Regions from separate parts of the Callithrix jacchus genome. Here region 1 is linked to region 2. Evidence: chromatin contacts called from public Hi-C data. All regions are on one chromosome and are shown on one strand. The core of a region is the stretch at or near the end of the contact, and the rest is flanking DNA. Distances in the headings are between cores, read along the strand shown. Region 1 has its middle 100 kb from the start of SYNJ1. Region 2 holds the start of EVA1C (eva-1 homolog C).

What was found. Hi-C and Micro-C count contacts between places; a contact is called where the count stands out from the background.
Region 1: a Hi-C map of induced pluripotent stem cells shows a contact between it and region 2, with 2.5 times the contacts expected there. The contact joins the enhancer-like site here to the promoter of EVA1C in region 2. A contact is called at or near these places in 2 of 3 Hi-C or Micro-C datasets (induced pluripotent stem cells and skeletal muscle).

Annotation. Positions count from the first base shown.
Region 1 is chr21:38,691,820-38,696,729 of calJac240_pri, forward strand. It overlaps CFAP298. Among named protein-coding and RNA genes, the nearest start is that of SYNJ1, 100 kb to the right of the region's middle. Within about 2 kb of position 3,427, at least 2 of the 16 cell types and tissues checked have an H3K27ac peak or open chromatin away from gene starts, as enhancers often do.
Region 2 is chr21:38,563,829-38,569,163 of calJac240_pri, forward strand. EVA1C (eva-1 homolog C) reads left to right here and starts at 1,399. Exons shown (of 9, transcript XM_078358452.1): 1 at 1,399-1,852.

The DNA.
Region 1 (4,910 bases), core at 2,177-4,676, 130 kb after region 2:
TTTCTTGGGAAATCCTGGGCAAGCTCCTGGAGGTGACCCTGCGGTCCTACTGTCACTAGCTGTGACCTCAGATGAGTCAGTGAATGGAAGAAGCGAACACTCACAGCATGGTGACGGAGCAGGCACCAGGGACCACCTGCCTCCCCTGTCACAGATGGCTTACAAATGAGCTACTCACATACTTCCTAAGATCTGCTGTATCCAAACAGACCAAGCTCAGAGAGGCTTCTGAGGCAGACAGGGGCAGGGAGAGAGGACGGTTCTTCTCACTTGGGTATTTAAGGAGCGTAGTGTTGGGGGTGAGTGACTTTTGGGGTAAGTTCTGCTGATCATATGAAGCAATGGAATAACTACCACTGCCAAGAGAGTATTCATACTGCAGGTCAGTAAGAATTTCTAAGATACTGAAGTAGTAGTTCCCTAAAGAGCTACTATGATCACATGGCTCGGTTCAGTTTTTCTTACAAGTCTGAGCATGAATTTCACACACAAAGCCATACGTTGACAAAGCCAGAATGTTCCCGAAATAAAAATCACAGCATCTTATTGCACACACTACATCATCCAAGGTCAAAACTCTTTCATAGAGACATTTAAAACTGTAACTGAGTAAAAAGGGAAATAGATGCAATTTTGCTTTTACAAAATTTGAAAATAAAAGAGTAAGGTACAAGACGCAGTCAGCTACACGCGCTTTAGACAACAGGGCTTTGCTATCGGGTCTGGGACCCCACGCCCTGGGCAAGGCTGCCTGGCAGCAAGCGGACCCATTCTCATGCCCCCTCCACTCGCTCCCAGGGTTCGTCTTTACAGGATGGTGGGGAGCACAGGCACCAAGGCAGGAAGGGCTGGGCAGGGAGATGCCCCACGCCCTTCACTTTCCCCTCAGTGCGTTTTCCCTCTAACCAAGGGAACAGGACCCTAGGCACCAAAAGTCAAGCACGAGGAAACGTCTGGGCCACTTCTGGTTGTCACCGGCGGTCTGACAGGCGTCTTTGCGGATGCTAAAGTGCCAGAGTTTTCAGGCTACTTGGATGGTTTGCAGTCATGATGAGTTAAGAGTCTTGAAACTCAAAGGCATCCTAGACACCCAGGATGATGGCAACCCTGTTCATCCCACGGTTGGTCACTGAGCCGCCTATGAAGCTGAGCCCACAGTCATACCTGCATCCACGGGGAGACATCACCCTTCACAGAATCTAGATTTGTTTCCAGGATCTATTCTGATGAAGGAGACTTGAGAAGCTGGGAAACTGCAGACGAATTTAAGTTCCAAGGTCGGATGAGTTTGCTACTCAACTTCCATCACAGGTGTAGCTTTCCCTCCCAGAATACAAGGCCTGACAGGCATCAACTAGGAGGCAAACTTCACCTTCAAGACTGGGAGACGCCTGGCTAGTTAGACCCCGCCGCAGGGTGAGAGAAGTCTCTCTCTCCAGCAAGGCTGGGCGTCCGGCCTCCAATACATCTACGAAGAGGGCCCAGAGAAAAAGGCTCGCTGAGCGGCTGGCGGCCTCTAGTGGTCACTGCTGGTCATCAGCTTTCCTCCAATACAACCAGTTGTCACGAGAATACAAAACAATCAGGAGGAAAAAAAGTTTAGTATTTTATCAAAGAAAACCCTCACATACTAAATAGCTGTCCTGAAACAAATGATTTACACATTTTCTTCCGACTACGTATTTATTAAGTTCTAAAACCTTGAATAACTGCCGTTTTAAAAATTCACACTAAAGAAAACTAGATTTAACATCTTTTACAGAGAGTGCTAAGTGGCTTTTTAAATTGTAACTATTGTGTCCAGGAGAAAGGTGAGCTCATCTTTTCAGAAGTGTCATCAGCTGGTGAACTTCATTTTGGTCTCCACTTTATGTCTTTTACTCCATGAAAATGTCTTTTCAAAGCAGTGTTATCCGCCCATGGAGAGTTTAAACAGGCGTCGTCATCATTTTCTTCTAATCTCTGGAAATAAATATGTTTTACTCAGGCAGGCATTTCAGGAAAGTGTTTTGCACATAAAGAGACTGCAGAAAGAGTTTGCGACTGACCTCCCCTCTCCCTGCCTTCCAGAAGCAGGACACGTCCAAGTCTAATGCTGGGGGACACCTGGCAGAACCCTGACAACCCTGCAGACAGAAGCTCTAGAAAGACTCCTCCCGACACCCTGTAGAGCTCGCCGCTCCTCACCAGCTCCAGGTAAGGCATGCAGGCTATGCCTGGGCGCCAGCTCTGCGAAGAGCCCACCTGCCCCCGCTACCTTGAGCTCTTCTTGCCTCCTGTGATAGTACAGCATCAGCTGCTTCTGCTCCTCGCTGCTGATGATGGGCTCTCGGGCTGGAGCGCCATGTCCTCTCTGCAAAGAGCAGAGCAGAGCAAATTGTGGATTAAGGTGTTCTTACAGAGACAATCCTTAAAGTTACAACAAATGTTTTACAATTGCCTTTGCCAACTACTAAAAATAAACAGGTCCCCAGGTCTAGTCAGCTGAAGTGAATCATCAAGGGAAGGCTTGATCTGGAGCAGCCCTGAGCCCTGGACTCACTGTGTGGAGACCAAAGGCTGCACAAAGCTATCTCTGTCTCCGTCATTCCCAAGACAGACACTGCAGGCAGGTCCAGTGGGAAAGGGAGGACACTCAGAACCACAGACTCTGGATCTACAGAGGGTGGACAGCCCCATTTCCCCAAAATCACAGCCTGGTGACGTAGGAGGCACTGCAGGTAGACAGAGCTACATGATGTCCTTCAAAGGTCTCCAGCCTTTCCTCCTCCTCCCGTACAGAGCATCCGCAGTTTGAAAAAGCCTGGAATCAGTGTCGGGCTAAACTTTACATTTCAAGGAAAATATTTGTTTACTTGCAGCCCTATTTTTAAGGTTGAAATTAACATAGTATCTTTCCTCTCCCCCGCATATTAAAACAAACTCTAGATATTGCCAGTCAGTCCACATGTGCAGAAAGAGGATATTTTCAGTTTAAATTCGAGCCAATAGGATTAAAATATTTGTGCCAGTAGTTTAAATCTTTCAGATTCACTGCACATTTTTATCAGTTTGAAGGGAAATAACAAAAAATACTGACATGTTAAAGCGAAAGCACTTACTTGCTGAATCTTGGTGATAATTTTGGTTTTTTCATTTTTCCCCACGTAGTCTGAAAGCTTCTTTGTTCTTCTCAGCTCCTTGGCTGCCCACCACAGCTGAGCCTCTGACTCTTTAATGACGCTGAGCCCTGCCTGGGGCCAATCGTAAGAACTGGCTTTACTGTGTGTTCCCACCTGGGGGGCAGAGCCCCGCTGAGCCGTTTCAGCAGGGGGCAGGGGACAGATTTCTCCCTGTGCTCACCATGGAAGGGCCTGACAGCCCCACCTCACTCAAAGTCCTGGCTCATTTCAGTACCTTCCCTGTTAAATTTCCATTTATGCCCTGACTCAGTTAACTTCCTCCTCTGGGCAACAAGGAAACCCTATCTTTTTTGCACCTTGATCTGCACAGTTCGTCTTAGATCTGTAGGCCACTGCCAGGGAAGGACACTGGCATCATGCTGGGTGTTTAAATCGAGGTATAATGGGGCTGCCTGTGTACCTCTGCGTATTCCATTTATTTAAGATGGCTTAGACAAAGAATATTGTCCAACAGGAAAAGAAGTGAGAAAACCCAAGGAAAATGGAACATAGGGGTCAGAAAATAACATGAAGCAATAGGGAAGACTAGAAACACAAACTTCCATGCAAAGGGACGGATGCATTTGGGTAGAAATAGGAAGAAATTGGGTAGCTGGCTTCTTAGTGGCCAAAGACAGCAGAAACGTTTTCAGTTACTCCTGAAGGGCAGCCTCACCAACTGTGTCCACTGCCTCCTGTGTATGGGGAACCAAAGCTCTCACCCATGAGTACCACACTGTCAGGGGCCACTCCTGAATTCAGAACTCTGCTCTGAAGCGGGGCATAACAAACCTGAAAGCTGTGTAGGGAGCTACACACTACATCCAGAAGAGGGGCATCTAATCCGAAGGGCTTTTGGGGGGCTATGAACTCACCCTCCTGAGTGCCCACCCAAGAACTACATACCTGCGTTCCTGACAAATCTTCCTTATTTTCAAATTCCATCCGGATGGGATCATACGGTGGCAACCCCATGGGATAAACAATCATCACTGCGCCTCGCAGCTGGTCCAAGGCATCCTTCACCATCTCCATGGTAACACAGATACCGGCTTCCACTTGTTTCTGCAGAAAGTCATTGTTATCACAGTGTGGCTAGTAAATACAGTAAACTCAACCAAGATCTTGTACAAGACCCCTGCCAGAGACTTCCAGAGCAACAAAAAGAAATCAAACAGTTCTTGCTCCCAAAGTGACTACTATCTATTTTAGGGACTGAGCCAAGCACACCGCGGCCTACATTATAGAGCACAGATGGGAGCGAGGATCAAGAGCGGCAGAGGGAGCAGGCACTGCAGGTGGACCTCGACGTGCAGACGGATGGAAGGGGTGGAGACGGCAGCAGGGTGCTTCAGGACAAGCTGAAACAAAGAAAAGCAGGCGCCAGCCCCTCGGCTGGAGCAGGAAGGAGAGGAGAAGATGAGGCCAGCTCCAGCTGGCTGTGCTGGAGTTTGTTTTTGAATGGCCACAAAAGCCAGGCTGAGGAATTCACATTTCCTCTGTTAGGCAAGGGCAGTTGACTGCCTTTTCTGGGAAGGAGTGGTAATGCTGAGAGATTTATCTTGTAGTTGGTATAGAACAGACCTAGTTGGCCAAGTACGGTGGCTCATGCCTTACATAATCCCAGCATTTTGGGAGGCAGAGACGGGCGAATCACCTGAGGTCAGCAGTTTGAGACCAGCCTGGCCAACATGGTGAAACCCTGTCTCTACTAAAAATACCATTAGCTGGATGTGGTGGCAGGCACCT
Region 2 (5,335 bases), core at 149-2,648:
CACAGAACCTGGCACACGCTGATACCAATTCATGTCTAAACTGGACGAATGAACAGATAGAATGGAAAGTACAGAAGGGACCTGAGTTTTGGACAAACGTTACTTACCTTGTGGTTCCTAAGTACTGGGCATCCTTACCCACACTCCCAGCCTCAGTTTCCCTAACCTAGAGAGCACACACTAATATTTGTGTTCAAAGGATATTGTGGAGGTTGAGTTTCTATTTAACATTTTAATGTAGATTTTAAAAATCATTATGCCTGGCAGACTGGGCCTTACTTGATAAACAATGATGTTTAGCATTTAACACATCTTTCCCCAGACTGGAAGAAGGGGCTGAGATCCCAATTCGGTGACCCAGCCCCTGCTGGTACCTAATGCCATCCACGCTTCCGGGATCTTTGCGGTCCACCTCTGAGAGGGTCCCACGGGGGCCCTCAGGCTCATTTACTTTCTCCAGGCCTCCCAGCCACAGTCTGAGGCGTTCGCATCTCTGGAGCCCGCCAGGCAGTGCGTCCGGCCCCGCCCTGGGCCTCATTATCTACGTTTCCGCGTCACGCCCGCCGCGAACTTGGCAGGCCCTCCCGCGGTGTTCGGGAACACTGTGTGCCTAGCGCCAGCCCGCCCGCCCGGGCCTCCTCCCTCCCGCAGGCCCCGCGCAGTTCGTGGGGTTTGGGTCGCCGGGCCCCAGGTGCCCGCACCCAGCACTTGTCCTCGATACCGTTGAGTTGGGGCCACGCAGGCCACTGGCCGGGCATCCAAACGTGGGTCACCCGGCGCACAGTCTAGAGATTCAGAAAGATGCTGTGGCCCACTTTAAAACAAAGCCCAATTATTAGCGCCCGGCGGCTGTTTGCGCCGGTCCAGTGTCAGATCCCCCAGCGCTGCGGACAACCAGTACCCAAGGCAAGCCGAGCCGGAGCAAAAGAGCCCGGCTCCAGAGCCATATGACTGGTTTTGATACCTCCAGCTCGTCGCCGTCCTGGCTGCGAGAGCTTGGGCACCGCGCCGGGGCTCAGTCTCCTCTTCTGTGAAATGGCGATAACTGTGCGTGCTGGGTGACCGCACGCTGCGCGCGGCGGGGATGGTAGCACTGCGATCCCACGCCTCCAGGACCCCACCTTCCCGCGGACCCAGATCGGCCCCGCCCCGGGGGCGCCCCAGCTGCACGCGCGGCGCTGGCTCCAAAGTGCGTCACGGGCACCGGCCGCGCTCCTTCTGCCGCCAGGGCGAGGCTGGCACCGGGCCAGCGCGGGCAGGGCCACGGGTGCCCGGCTGTCTCCCGGGCGTGGAAGGTGCTCAAGGTGCGCGGCCTGGGACGCGCTACGGAGGGCGCCCTCCGCGGCGGGCAACGCGCCAGGGACCGGCCAGGACAGCGGCGGGGTGCGCTAAGGCTGCGCTTTCCCCCCTCGCTTCCTCCCGCACGGCGGCAGCGGAGATTTCCTCTCGGGGAAACTACGCGGATCCTTTTCGGGGCTCCTCGCCCCGCCCCAGTTCTCCGCCCCCTCCCCTTTGCTGGGGCGCCTGGGCTGGCCCGCGAAGGGGAGGAGGCTCGGGCAGCCTGGGCCGGGAGTCGGCGGGGGGCCGCGGAGTCGCTGGCCATAGATTCGCCCCGCCATGTGACGCAGTCCTTAGCCCTGCGACCCCCCGCGCGTCCCCGGCCTGGGCCCGCGCCCCTCCACGCCGCGCACCATGCTTCTGCCGGGACCCGCGCGCCCGCCGCCGGCGCCCCAGCCCGCTCAGCATCCCGGCCTCCGCAGGCAGGTAGAGCCGCCGGGGCAGCTCCTGCGCCTCTTCTACTGCACTGTGCTGGTCTGCTCCAAAGAGATCTCAGCGCTCACCGACTTCTCTGGTAAGAGCGCCCTCCCTGGCTGTGCGCCCCCGGCACCGCGCAGCGCCCAGGTGAGCCCTCGCCTGGGGGCAGCCGTCCCTACGGGGACGGCTGTGTAGGATTGAAGTTGAGGCGTGCTCACAGATACTTGTCTGGTGTGAGCCCTAGGCATATAGGTAGCTGAGAGTGAAGTGGCGACAGGGACTGCTACTTCCAAGAAGGAAGGGTGTGTAATGTATTTAGAGTTTCTCGCCCTGCTGTTGACCTCGTCAGTTTCCTAGCATTAGGGACCCGGTCCTTATCCAAGCCGGTTCTCGGGAGGCCCCTTAAACTGAGCCCTGTGCCGCGCCCAGCGCCGTAAAATACACGTGTTGTGGTCGGAGGCGTTGCACTGGGTTTGCCACTTGCGTCGCCCGTTTGCCCATGTAAGGAGACTAACCCAGGAGACCCCTGACCTCAGGTCCATATTGGCAGGTAGGAAGGGAAGCCCGCGGGGACTGGCGGTCTGGTGGAAAGGCAGTGAGGGATGAGGAGACACTTAGATAAGAGAAATGAGTCTCTCTGTCAAAGTGTACCAGCGCCCTCCCTCTCCAATTCCAGTTTCCTGCTCCCGAGTAAACTAGGAGGCTTTTCTTTTCGGGAACCGTGACCCAGGCTCCGGCAGCAGGTATCAGATAGTTCTAAGCTGACATGTGTGACTGACGCCCCAGAGTGAAAGGGATTTCTAGATTGACATAGCCATAGGAGTACATGCTTATGTTGGCGCTGCAATTGCTTAAGGTAACACAACCTTGCAGCTGAAACAGCCCTGGATCTCCCCCTGGCAAGGCTGGAAGCCTTCAGCCTTCCCCAGCCCAGCTCAGGAAGCAGCTCCGAGGCCCACAGTCCTCCTTCTCCAGGGATCTTCTGCCAAGTTCAGGCTTTGCACAACCAGTTCCTATTGGGCCCTGCAGCGCAGGGTCTTTTGGAAAATAATCGTGGTAAACTGAGTTCTCCTCAGTCCTTTTTGTGCAGTAGACTAGTACACAGCAAGAACAAGGGCAAAGCAGAAGTTGAGTTGGGTTTCTAGTTTACTTAACAGAGAATGTCATTGTTAGTGGAGAGCCCTTAGGTCAGAGGTTCTTTGCTTTGAATATGTAATATCAAGGCAGTATTCCTGCCTGGCAAAGGAAACCAAGATATGCCTATTTGGCAAGCCACCTATGGCCCTTAAAATCAGGCATCCCAGGATCAGAACTCCGTGGTAAGTGTTCTGGGGAAATACATCAGGCTTTTCAAGTGCTATTAACCTTTTTTTTTTTTTTTTTGTACTAGAACTTTCGTGGCTGCTAGAAAAGCTCTGTGTTAGCTGACTCGAGCTATGGAAAGCAGTTCTAAGTTCAGCCACCATCTAGCTCTGATTTCTAAGGAAAGAATTGAAAACTGAAAAGGTTTTTCTGTGTGTGATGTCATTGCAACAGAACAAATATTGCTTTAGGCAAACTGCAGTGTAACCATTAGATTGTTTTCACAGAATAGAGACCCTTAGAGTTTTGTTGCTTTAGGGAAGCAATTGCAATACTTGTAACAGTCTATAGATTACCACCCAAGTTTGGAATTGTCTGTATCTAGCAACTGTTACATACAGTGGAGTTGAGCTATCAAACAGGGAGGCTATATCCTTAGTAAAATGAATGATTGGATACATGTCATTCTAAATAGTATAAACCATAAAAGGCATTTCCTTCTGCTTTCCCTGCAAACTTGAATTCCAGGTTTTCAAACTCCCGGAGCCAGCAGTAGGTGGTGATGACTATCTACAACCAGCAGTGATGCTCTCTAGAGATCTGAAGATTAGGGAGAATGTGTCAGGAAGCCTTTTGGGGAGAAGAAAAGAAATATAACGTCCTCCCAAACCACTGATGTACTTGTTTAAACATTAATTCTATATTGTGTGAGGTTGGGGAAATGTTAGAAAAATCTCAGGGAGAAAGATTGTTTACCAAAATTAGCTCATTTGACTTGAAATTTAACCTAAAGGTTTTAGGGAACCCCCCCCAAATTCCTAAGCTCCAAAGATGGCCATCGGATCGCTCGGTTCAGTGTTTTATCTGACGTGAACCCCCTGCAGCCTCAAAGCTTGCTGCCTGTGTTCCTGGGACAGTCGGTCCTGTTCCTTTTTATGAACTTGAAGGAGTGCATAGAAACCAAATCTGAGGCCTGGAAAGAGGCAGTGGATCCTCCCCCACAGAGCCTGATCACAATAACCAGGGCTACAGAAAAGTGACAATGCAGATACTTGCCTGTTTTTCTAAATAAGGGGAGCATCAAAAACGAGCAAAGGATAGAGGAAACTTGGGATCCCTCTGCCTTGTGAAAGAGGAGGGAGGATGGTGTATCCATGTGAAAGAAAGTGCTAGAATGTCAGGGGTCCCAGCCATTGTCTGTACAATATAACCCCTCCTCTCCCCCCAGGAGATTAGCAGTGCAGAGTTTTGGAAAGTTCCTTATGCCTTTCTCTTCTTTGCAGCTCTTCCTTGAGCCTTTTCCTGGGGCTGTCAGCTGGTGTAGTTTTCCTGGGTCATTGATTTTTTTGCCCTTGGGGATTCCAGCATCGATCTCACTCTTAATAATCCAGAGGCAGCATTGAGGTCCCCTCCCCCTCCCCCTTCGTGCTCGTGACTTGTTCTAATCACCTCCGAGCCTGCTGGTAAACAGGCTCCCCAAACACCCCCTTCTCTCTCATCCCCAAAGAGTTTGAGATGCTGCCAGCGGCCACTGGAAGGCTATCATCACTGCATTAAAAATGAATCCCAGCGAAGGCAAGAGAAGTTCATGCAAAATTAGTGCCTCTGATCCTTAATCTCATACTCAAATGTGCTTGGCTTTCATCCACTTTCCTCTTTGGGATGGAGTTCTGTTCATTTGACTGCATTCTCAAATTGAGGATTTGGCTTGAGATGTCCAAACTCATCCTAGACTTAAAAAACAAAACAAACTGCAGAAGTATAATGCCATGCCCGTCGTCTTTGTTCAAAGAATGAGACAGGGAGCTGGAGCTTGAGGATGAGTGCTGAGAGGAGGGAGGGGTGCCCTCTTGATCAGCAGCCGTAAAAAGCAAGGGATCCTATACATTTTGCCTTACTTTAAAGAGTGGTGTTTTAGTTCGTCTCTTGTATTTAGTTTGTGATGGTCCCATAGTACTTGCTAATTTATTTATTTAATTTTAATTTGGGGGAGGTTCTTTTAATTTGTGTTGTTTCTCTGCTGAAGGAAAGTTGGATCTTCTCTTTCCTTCCTACTTTTCTTTCTCTCCTTTTTCTTTTCTTTTTCTTTTTAGGCGAACTCTCACTCTGTCGCCCAGGCTAGAGTGCAGTGGTATAATTTCTGCTGTCACCGCTGCCTCCTGAGTTTAAGGAATCCTCCTGCCTCAGCCTCCCAAGTAGATGGAATTACGGGCACCCACCACCACACCAGCCAATTTTTGTATTTTTAGTAGAGACAGGATTTTGCCATTTTGGCCAG